Linked DNA regions of Danio rerio: all the other regions are linked to region 2. A link is a contact called in public Micro-C data. All regions are on one chromosome and are shown on one strand. Each heading gives the region's core, a stretch centred on a gene start, on an enhancer-like site or on the middle of the called end of the contact. The rest is flanking DNA. Distances are from core to core; before and after follow the strand shown.

Evidence for each region. A called contact is a pair of places that touch in the nucleus more often than the background predicts.
Region 1: a contact with region 2 is called in a Micro-C map of caudal fin, with 2.8 times the contacts expected there. The contact joins the promoter of tprb here to the promoter of hmcn1 in region 2. A contact is called at or near these places in 2 of 18 Hi-C or Micro-C datasets (caudal fin and an unstated tissue) and 1 of 4 datasets of contacts at active chromatin or transcription factors (embryo).
Region 3: a contact with region 2 is called in a Micro-C map of caudal fin, with 5 times the contacts expected there. The contact joins the promoter of arpc5b here to the promoter of hmcn1 in region 2. A contact is called at or near these places in 1 of 18 Hi-C or Micro-C datasets (caudal fin) and 1 of 4 datasets of contacts at active chromatin or transcription factors (caudal fin).

The regions. Positions count from the first base shown.
Region 1 is chr20:37,341,317-37,344,416 of GRCz12tu, forward strand. tprb (translocated promoter region b, nuclear basket protein) reads right to left here and starts at 1,706. Exons shown (of 50, transcript NM_001030123.1): 1 at 1,546-1,706; 2 at 1,189-1,293; 3 at 1,027-1,100; 4 at 837-933; 5 at 7-110. The coding sequence starts at 1,696.
Region 2 is chr20:37,564,070-37,567,269 of GRCz12tu, forward strand. It overlaps hmcn1 (hemicentin 1), which reads right to left and starts at 1,774. Exons shown (of 107, transcript NM_001190304.2): 1 at 1,204-1,774. The coding sequence starts at 1,452.
Region 3 is chr20:37,423,079-37,426,424 of GRCz12tu, forward strand. It overlaps arpc5b (actin related protein 2/3 complex, subunit 5B), which reads left to right and starts at 1,697. Exons shown (of 4, transcript NM_201509.1): 1 at 1,697-1,983; 2 at 2,749-2,821. The coding sequence starts at 1,844.

The DNA of each region.
Region 1 (3,100 bases), core at 456-2,955, 220 kb before region 2:
TTTTACCTTGATTGAAACTTCAGAGGTTTCTGACTCCTCCAGTTTGAGCTGAAGCTGCATTTTTTCTGCACTGACTTCCACCAATCGATCATTAAGACGCTTAAGGTCCTCTGTAAAACAACAATAATAATAATTAAAAAATAAATAAATAAAGGCCATTCTTTTGAAATATGCTTACGCAGGATTTTTAAAATAGTAATAGTTATTTTACATTGCATTTAATTTAATTTCATTCTGTTTTTGATAACAAGTAGGGCTGCACGATATTGGAAAGATCTGACATTGCAATATGTTGTTTCGCAGCATATATTGTATGAATATAGTCTCAGCAGATGATATGAATAGCTCTATTTGGAAAGATTTCATTATTTAGATTGATTGAGATGATTCTTTGCAGTGGATTTGCATAAATAATAATTAATTACAAGGAAAAACAAATAAATAAACAGTGCTTTAAGGTTTTCTGGGAAGCCTAACAGTATCCAAGTACAGAAATGAAACAATCAAATGTAAAATATAATGATCATAATTTTATAAATAATGATAGTTAATATCTTTATCTTGTAACTTTAATAAACAATCTAATTCTGAGATGTGACCATTGCAGATACACACATTGCGATGTGGATGCTCAAACAATATATTGTTCAGACCTAATAACAATACATAAGTGTTTCTTTATTACTGATCAAATTCCGAACTTGATTCAAAATCAAAACATAAATCTGTGTAAACATTTTAGTGTATGTAAACAAGACGTCCAAACAAAATCTGCCCTTTCAGTATTACAGTGCAACATTACAATAAAAAAAGTTTCTTAAATAATACTTAAATACCGCTTTGGTGTTCCATCTCCTGAGATCTTCTTTCCAGTGTACGGACCAGCTCTCTTTTTTCTGCTTCGAGCTCATCTTTGGCTTTGGAAAGGTCATTCTGCAAACAAGGCACAGTCTTTCTAGTCTCATCACACACCTCAAGAAGACACTGAGATCTTCTCCTCTAGCAAACTGTCATGTAAAATTTTACCTGTTTAGATTCTAGTTTGGCGTATGAAGCTGCTTGCTCCTTATTGTTCTCTCTTAAACATTTCAGCTCATCCTCTGTAATCGAAAAGAGCAAATACAATTAAGCATAACATTCAAATTCTAAATACAATACAATATAGACATTTGATTGACACCTACTTACCCAATTTATAGTGCTCCTCTTTCAGGATCTGATGTTCTTGAGTCTGGGACACAAACTGAGCCTGACTCTCTGCGAACTTTTTCTCGATGTCAAAATACTGTTGTTCTATGTTAAAAAAGTAAAATACCAAAACACATTAACATGCCTGCAAACAAGTGCACGGTAACAATGTGGACAGAAAAAAATTATTTAGATTATGAATTTAATTGTAACAATTGTTTACTAGTTATAGTTTGCAGAACAACACGTCCAAGAATTAACGTAAACAACATCATACAAATTACCTCAAGATAACCAGACCCAGGCCTCGTTCGTGACTATGAACTGTTTACATTGACTAAAATAGCATAGCCTTACCGCTATCCACACGAAATTGCTCCTGTTGTGCCTTGAGGTCATCAACTTCACATTGCTGCTCAGAAATGTACTTCTCTAATTTAGTCAAAACTGTTTTTTGGAGTTTCGATATCTCCGACCGCTCAAGTATCTGCTGCAACACAGCCGCCATTTTTCGTTCCGGTGACTCCTCCTCGTCCGGCGCGTCAAATGCAAACGTGCTTATTACTATTTTCCGCAAGGTGGTAAAACTTCCACCAGGTGGCGCCCATGTAGATTTGGAGAAGCTTTGTAAACAAATTCGTCAAATGATCTATGAAGTCAAAAGACCAAATAAATAAAACAAATAAACATTTTATCCTTTAACTTGTTTAACAAACACACTCTTTCAAGTAAAGGTGATTGTGATTGGACAGCCTGGACATCGATGAGAGAAGTAACGTGAAAACTGCGTCCTTGTGACGGAGTCATTTACACTTGAATAAGGATGTGGATTTAAAATATTGCACGTATTATGTCGATGAATTTCATTATGGTTGTATGCAATATATTTGATTCGTTTAAATTGGCCCGTAGCCAGCCTGGTGAAAGTGGTGGTTCTTTTTTTCTCAAAAAGTGGACCTATTTGCAGTTATACGACTCAGTTTCTATTTAACTATGAGATTTAAATACTGCATTTAAGTTGGGTTTTTTGTTGGTAAACAAGTCAGATGTCATCATAATCACACTTTTTGATGACTAAAATATTTATATCCTAAAAAATTGCAATAAAACAAATTAAAACAAGACTATTTTTTAAAATACAAATTTATTACATCATATATCATTGGAAAAAATAGCAATCTATTAAAGTCTTAAAGTAAAAAAAAAACTGTAGCTCACTATTATTTATTAGACAAAAAAAAAAAAAAAAACCTGGCCAGCACATTCAACTGTCCTCAGTCACAATTTGGCAATTTCTATAATAATAATAATAATAATAATAATAATAATAATAATAATAATAATAATAATAACAGTAATAATACATGGTAATAATAATAATAATAATAATAATGAATTCTTCAGAATTTTTCTAGTCTCTTTGGCAAAAACAAAGTACATTTTAAAATTCCTGGAAATAAACAATAGGCAAAATATATTCAAATTAATTTTATATGGTCCGCTTTTGGTGCTTCACACATTTTTTTTACACCTGTAAAATGTTTTCTCTGTTTAAAAACAATACAGCAGTGAAAGAAGACTTCTCTTACGTCAGATTATAGTCCCACCAAAGCAACAGCCGACAGAAGATTCCGTTTGGTCTTAACGCCTTTTTCGATGGATTATTTTCATTACTTGTGATGACATAGCAGTCAGAATAGAACAATTGAGCTAATGTATGGGACAAATTCTGGACCTTTGTCACTGTCAGTGAGGGGTGGGCCTTCCGAACCCCCCTGTCTACAGGCCTGAAAAGTTAGAGCACACGTTTTTTGCTTATAGTAAACATGTTTTTAATAGAATTTTGGCTGTAAAAGCGCACCTACAGGTGTTTCAGGCACAGGGCAGATTTTCTCCAGGTCATAATTTTTTT
Region 2 (3,200 bases), core at 524-3,023:
AATAGTGATTTAGCGATTTTGCGAAGGAACAGTCAATCTCGATCTCCCTCTCCCTCTCTAAGAGTCTTCTTTTGTGTTGCAAATCTTTCGGTTTAGTTACAGTGGACAGCGCATTCTGAAGCAATAACCAGATACAGCATGCATCTTGAAAGAAATTCCTGAGCGCCCCAAGGAGTGGATGGAAAATGTATTTGGAGTGGAGCATTTGGACACTTTAGGTCAGATTCAGGTTGGGAACGGAGAAGGGGGAGGCTTTACATCTCTTTAGATGATACTTTCTTTTGACTCTTCAACGGAGTTAGGAGACTCATTTTTCATCAGTACTACCATATTTACCACAACATGTTGCTTACCCTGCAATTATATCATTTAAATGCCATTTTCTCTTTTTGGCTTTGTTTAGATTAGTGAAGTGAACTTGCCTTTGTACTTGAAAAGATTACAAAGCAAAAACACACTCTTAAGTTGACATGACAAAGAATCGACCATGTTGAGAGTGAAATGTGAATCTTTGATCCATTTTTCAGGGATATATTTTAGATATATTTCAGATGGACAAAACTCTATGGTGCATGCAACTTACTTGTCTGGGACACATATTTAATTATTAGTGCTACAAGAGTATCCTAACTGTCCTGTACAGTTATTAAAGTATGTTCCTTGGAAAAAGGCAGCACTTGCAGGCATCTAAATGCTTCCAAGGTTGTTCCGCCTGAATAGACGGAATGATAATGACAGTGAATTCAGTGCACAGAACATCTGGGCACTACAAACAATGCTTTGATACCTCCTGTAGGTGTGAGACACTAGCATGAAGCAGCTCTCAACAAACTAACAGATTTGTCATGTTTCTGGCAACAAGTCCTCTTTAAGATGAACTACATTTGTAAACGTACTTGATACAGGATATATTTACTTGTACAACACAATATATGTCTAAAGAAAATGTCACAAAATTATTTTTCTAGTTTCAAGAACAAACCACATTGCATTAGAATTGTGCTTAAACATGCACATTTATCAACATTTACTATAAGAAAATCTGTCAATTTTTAGACGTATTACTGAAAGACATAGCAAAACATTTAAAATATAAAAAAAGAAAGGAGTTGGTTACTTATCAGTAAAAAAAATCTATTATTATGGGGCAATAAAGAATTGTATTAAAACCATTTAAACGAATGGAACGTGTTCGTATGTACCTGGGTCATGAAACGGCACCAAGGCGAAGTTGTATAGTGGTCTTTGGGGTCTGCTGAGGGATGTTTCCAAAATCTTCGATGCTCCTTCAATCACTTGCACTAAATCATCGTACATGGAGCCGGTGACATCAAACACAAACGCTAAGGTGGAGGCTCCCTCGGGGACATCTTCTTTTGGGTCCTGGGCTGTTGACAAAACGTTAAGAACTAATATGAGACCAAGAAAAAACGGCGAAGTTATCAAGTCCATCTTGCGATTCCCAACTGCTTCTCGACAAAAATAACCTCGACGCAAAAAAAAGAAGAAATCAGCGACGAGCTGAAAAAAATTTACAAAACATTGGTTACATTGACAACAGAGACACTATTGGGAAAAAAATAAGTCTTGAAAAAGACAAAAAAAAAAATTGAGGAGGCACTGTGTCAGATTTCTTCTGACGGTCGTTTGCGCGAGGATGCTTTGAGTTTGTTTTAGTGCGCGCGCGTCCTGCGCCTCTGGAGTTTCTCAACAAACTGTCGCCTCCACAAATGCTGATCCACTATTAACTTCTTTTACCAGACGCGAGAGAAGAAGCACCTCAGGCAAACTCTGACTCGTCGTATTAAGAAGCTTCGCGCTTATTGGTCTACAGCTCTTTTGGGGTCGCGAGGGGGTCTTGTGTGTATTTACATGACCCATGAAGCAAAGGTTTACATTTTACGAGTCTCCATATAAAAAACGAGTACACAATTTTAAAAAGAGCATAAATGAAACCGCTTACATCATAATATGAACATGGGTCAAAATGGAAAATACTTTATTGCCTCAAAAAGAAAATGTCCTGGATACTGTCGAATTTACACACAAGTCTTACTAATCAGCAAATGAATGCACAAAAATAATAATGCCATGTGAAGATAAAAATCACAACAACAGGAAAAAATAGCCTAATTAAATTAACAAAATATTAATGAAATAAAAAAATATAAAATAAATAAAAAATACAATTTCTCTGAACTCAACAGACACTTTGGATATCCATGTTTAACATAATGCAACTTTCAAAGACATAATGGTACTGTACAGTCTGTATTAACCCCTAACCCAAATACAACCCACAGAGAAAACATTTAGCATTTTTATAAATTCAAAAAACATTCAGATCACGATCAACAAGTCATTTTTAGGTATTAAAACCTTTCTGAGGGAACAATTTCCTTCTTCTTCTTTTACAATACCTGAACCACACACACCAGTTTAGCTATATCCCACCTTAACTCCAAACACGACCCTAAAACATTTGGCATTCTTACATTTAGATGAACGAAAATGTCTCGACAAGTTCAAAAAACTGTCTTAATATACAATGTACATGTATTCAATTCTATGTAATATGCAAGCAATGTAGTGACACATTTTAATGCAGAACTTGGTTGTCTGCGTTTTTGTTCACTTGCTACCACCTAATGGCAGGCTGCAGATACTGCGATGAGTTGCAACCACTGCCAGAAGACAATGAAGGGAAAAGCTGCAAGGGTAACTGTGAAATGTGAAGTTACCCTATTGTTGGTGGTAAGTTTTCATGTAAAACGTTTGACAAAGTGGAAAGTTTGCTTGTAGTCCACAAAACTTCGAAAGGATAGGGGTAAGCAGATTTTTGTGAGTAGGCCTAATGGAGCAGTTAAAAAAGAGGAAAAGACAACAGGAGCAAAACAGCAGCCAAGGGGAAAGCGACGTATGGTAGAAGAATCAATGAACATATCCTGGTTATCAGTTTTAAGCTGGCTGCATATCAATCCACAACAAATAAATGCCACTTTGGTTAATGAGATGGTAATAGTATTTTTTGGAAAAAGATGCAAGAGAATAGAAATGTCACTAATTCACCCACATCTGTCGATGCATACATTTATTTTTTCAACACATTTCTAAACATAATAGTTTTAATAACTCATCTCTAATAACTGATTTATTTTATCCTTGCCATGATGACAGTAAATAGTATTCTACTAGATAGC
Region 3 (3,346 bases), core at 447-2,946, 140 kb before region 2:
CTGTCAAAACTGACCAAAAACAATACATTTTATTCTGTCAATAATTGATATATATATATATATATATATATATATATATATATATATATATATATATATATATATATATATATATATATATATATATATATATATTCATCACAATGGAAACTATTTTTGTTTTTAGAATATTTATTAGTGATGCATGCAACAATTACAGAATGACAAAAAAAAATGCAAAGAATGGCAATCACAGATTTTTTGAAATTACCTTTAACAATTGCAAAAAGAGACAGAAAGGGCAGAAGCACAGCTTCATCTGGCAGAGAACAACTGACTCTGACCAAACTGCAGCAAACCAAGACCAATGACTTGAGATTCGCCTCCTAAAGGCCACGCTCAGACAAGCTGCTCTCTCCACATCAGATGAGGAAGTCTGAACTTATTGTGGAGTTTTTGACATTAGGTCTTTTTTTATTTACATCTATATTTGAAACTTATTATAAATACCTCAATGTACAGTGTTTGTGTTGTAGGTCTCAGATAAGCGGACTGCTGGAAGAGGATGGGGTGGGGTTTTTATAGTTTTTCGTTTTTTTTTTTTTTTTAAATGTGTGTGTGTTTTCATTTCTAATAAAAATAAAGTTATATTGACCCCACACTGGCTATTCTACTTGTTGCTCTTTACATAGGCCTATCTATCCATCTACATTGTGATTGAGCACTGGTAATCCAGATTTAGTGATCCTGAAAAGTTCCTATTCGGATCAGACTGATCCAATCCAATGTTGCTTTGAAAAACTGGCTCAAAAAGTAAGCTGGATTACGTGATCACGGATCGCAAAAACAGGATTACTAAATCCGGATCAATTTGATCCAGATTAAACCTTTTGAAAAACCGGGCCCTGGTGTCCTGGGCAAATTCTCTCCATAGACCATCCACCTAATTGGCTCTCTCACTGTCTCTCCACTCCTCCTATGTGAGGTGAGCACACTGGCGCTGTTGTCCTGTGGGTGCCGTCGCATCAGCCAAGTGGACGCTGCACACTGGTGGTGGTGGTGAGGCCCTCTCCCTCATAATTGTGAAGCACTTTAGGGTGTATGGCCATACACGATAAATGCGCTACATAAATACACATCACATTACATTAATACAGACATGACAAAACGTCTGCCTTATACTTTGTTTGTTTGTTTTTTTTTCAAAACTAAACAAAAACTAAATAAAATCAATAAATAAACAAAGCAATTAATTAAAAACATAGAGAGTAGACAGTAAAAAGTAGAAAACTAGAAAGTCGCTAAATTTGATGACAAAATCCATAGATGCTTATATCATGGACAAAGTCCACAAACTGCACCGTTCGTGAAGCTGCTTTGGAAAGATAATTATTGTGAAAAACGCTATACAAGTGAACCTAAACAGAACAGAATTGAACAATATAGTTTATTAATAAAAGGAAAAGAAAAGTATAAATGAATGAATGAGTTTATTAATATATTTTACCAGAATTATTTACCAGAACTTAACAATAATTTAGCAGGCATGTTATACTATTAGTGTGTAATGTTTATTTTTAGCGTTTTAATAAAGTCAGACTATTCTAATTGAAGTCATTTGACCCATGAATCTATTAGAAGTGTGCTGAGGTCCTCTAGTGGTTGAAAATAATTGACTTAGAAACGTCCTTTCCGCGGTGTCGCCGATAGAGGGCGCGCTATGCGGAAGTGAAGAAATCCACCATTGACGGCCAGACTGAGGTTGCAGGAACCGCCAGTCTCGTTCAGCCCACTGGATTGTTAGATGGTATTGATGCAAAAGCGCTTAGTTTAACTTCAAACGGGGGAATCATTTACCATCATCATGTCAAAGAACACGGTGTCCGATCGTTTCAGGAAAGTGGACGTGGATGAGTACGACGAGAACAAGTTTGTGGACGAAGAAGAAGGAGGAGAAAACCAGCTGGGTCCAGATGAGGCAGAGGTGGATTCTCTCATCAGACAATATCCTTCTTTATTCAGCATGATCTGAAAAAAAATCTTGCTCTTCCAGAGGCACAAGCTCACATTAATATCAATGTGATCTATGCTTGAATAGATTGTAATTATGACTGAAACAGCGCGGCTATTTCAATATTTGAGCGTGCATTAATATATTAAATACATACAGCATACATTCAGCGTGCTTATTAATAGAAGCCAAGTAGATTTTGTATAGTTTGGAGCTAGTGTTACACGGCAACATGCACTGATTTACGTTCTTGCTGTATAATTCATGAGTTGCCTGATACACCAGCTGGCCTGCATGTTTCTGTACATCAAATACAAATCATGCTGAACTGTGCTAGAGTGTGTTATTGTGATCATTTACGATACTTTTTTCAGAGAAAGACGACGTTACTTGTTTTGGGAACTTAAAAGTCCTCTCTTCTTGAAGCAGTTAGATCACTGAAATGCCCAGACATGCCTTAACATTCCTGGCATTCGTCTAGTTAAAAGCGTTTTCCTGCAAAATGTGTAATGTGTTCCTTGCAGTACTGCTTATTATTTCCAGGCTGTCATTTATAACAGAAGCATTATTTTAGTATAAGGAAGTTGAATTCATGTCCTTATATGTCATTTTTGCAGGACCCAGGGCTAGTTCCTGTTTCTAATGTATAACCCCTCAGTGCAGCAAGTTCAATACCTTGTGTTTTTAGTATTGTAAAGTTTTTATTTTTGGCATACATGTTTTAACATTCAGCACTTTTCCTTAACTCCACTCTGCAAAGGGAACCTCATGGGTGCTCTACAGGCAGTATTAAAAAACCCACCAATCAATACAAAGAATCAAAACGTCAAGGTGAGTCATGCCAGCTTTTTGTTTCCCTAAAGAGTAAACAATTATTTTTCTTTGATTATATATAACAGAGGTGCCCAAATTAGAGTTCGTGTGCCAAAGTTGGCCCATTGTAACCTTTGATTTGGCCCACCATCCCATCCAAGAGGAGAGTGAGAATGATAAAGAGAGGGCAGACATGGGACAATAATCGGTTTCAAGGTATACTGCCGTATGAATAGTCAAGGTTTTAAAACCACCTAAATTTTCTACTATACCGTTCCTAAGGTATTTGTAACATTTTATTATTTAAGTTTTTTAAGACAATGTTATTTCCAGCAGAAAAGGTATCCAAAGATGTTTTTTAAATTATAAAGAAATCAGTGTTTTTGAATCAAATGAAGACAGAAGCCTGACATGTTTACTGCTACAAAATATTTAAAGTGTTTCTCAAAATAAAATTTACTGTGTTCAAAGAGAAAACAAGTTAAAGTTTTTTTCCCCCAGACATTAAAATAGAATATATTTTAGAAAAGTAAGCACAATACT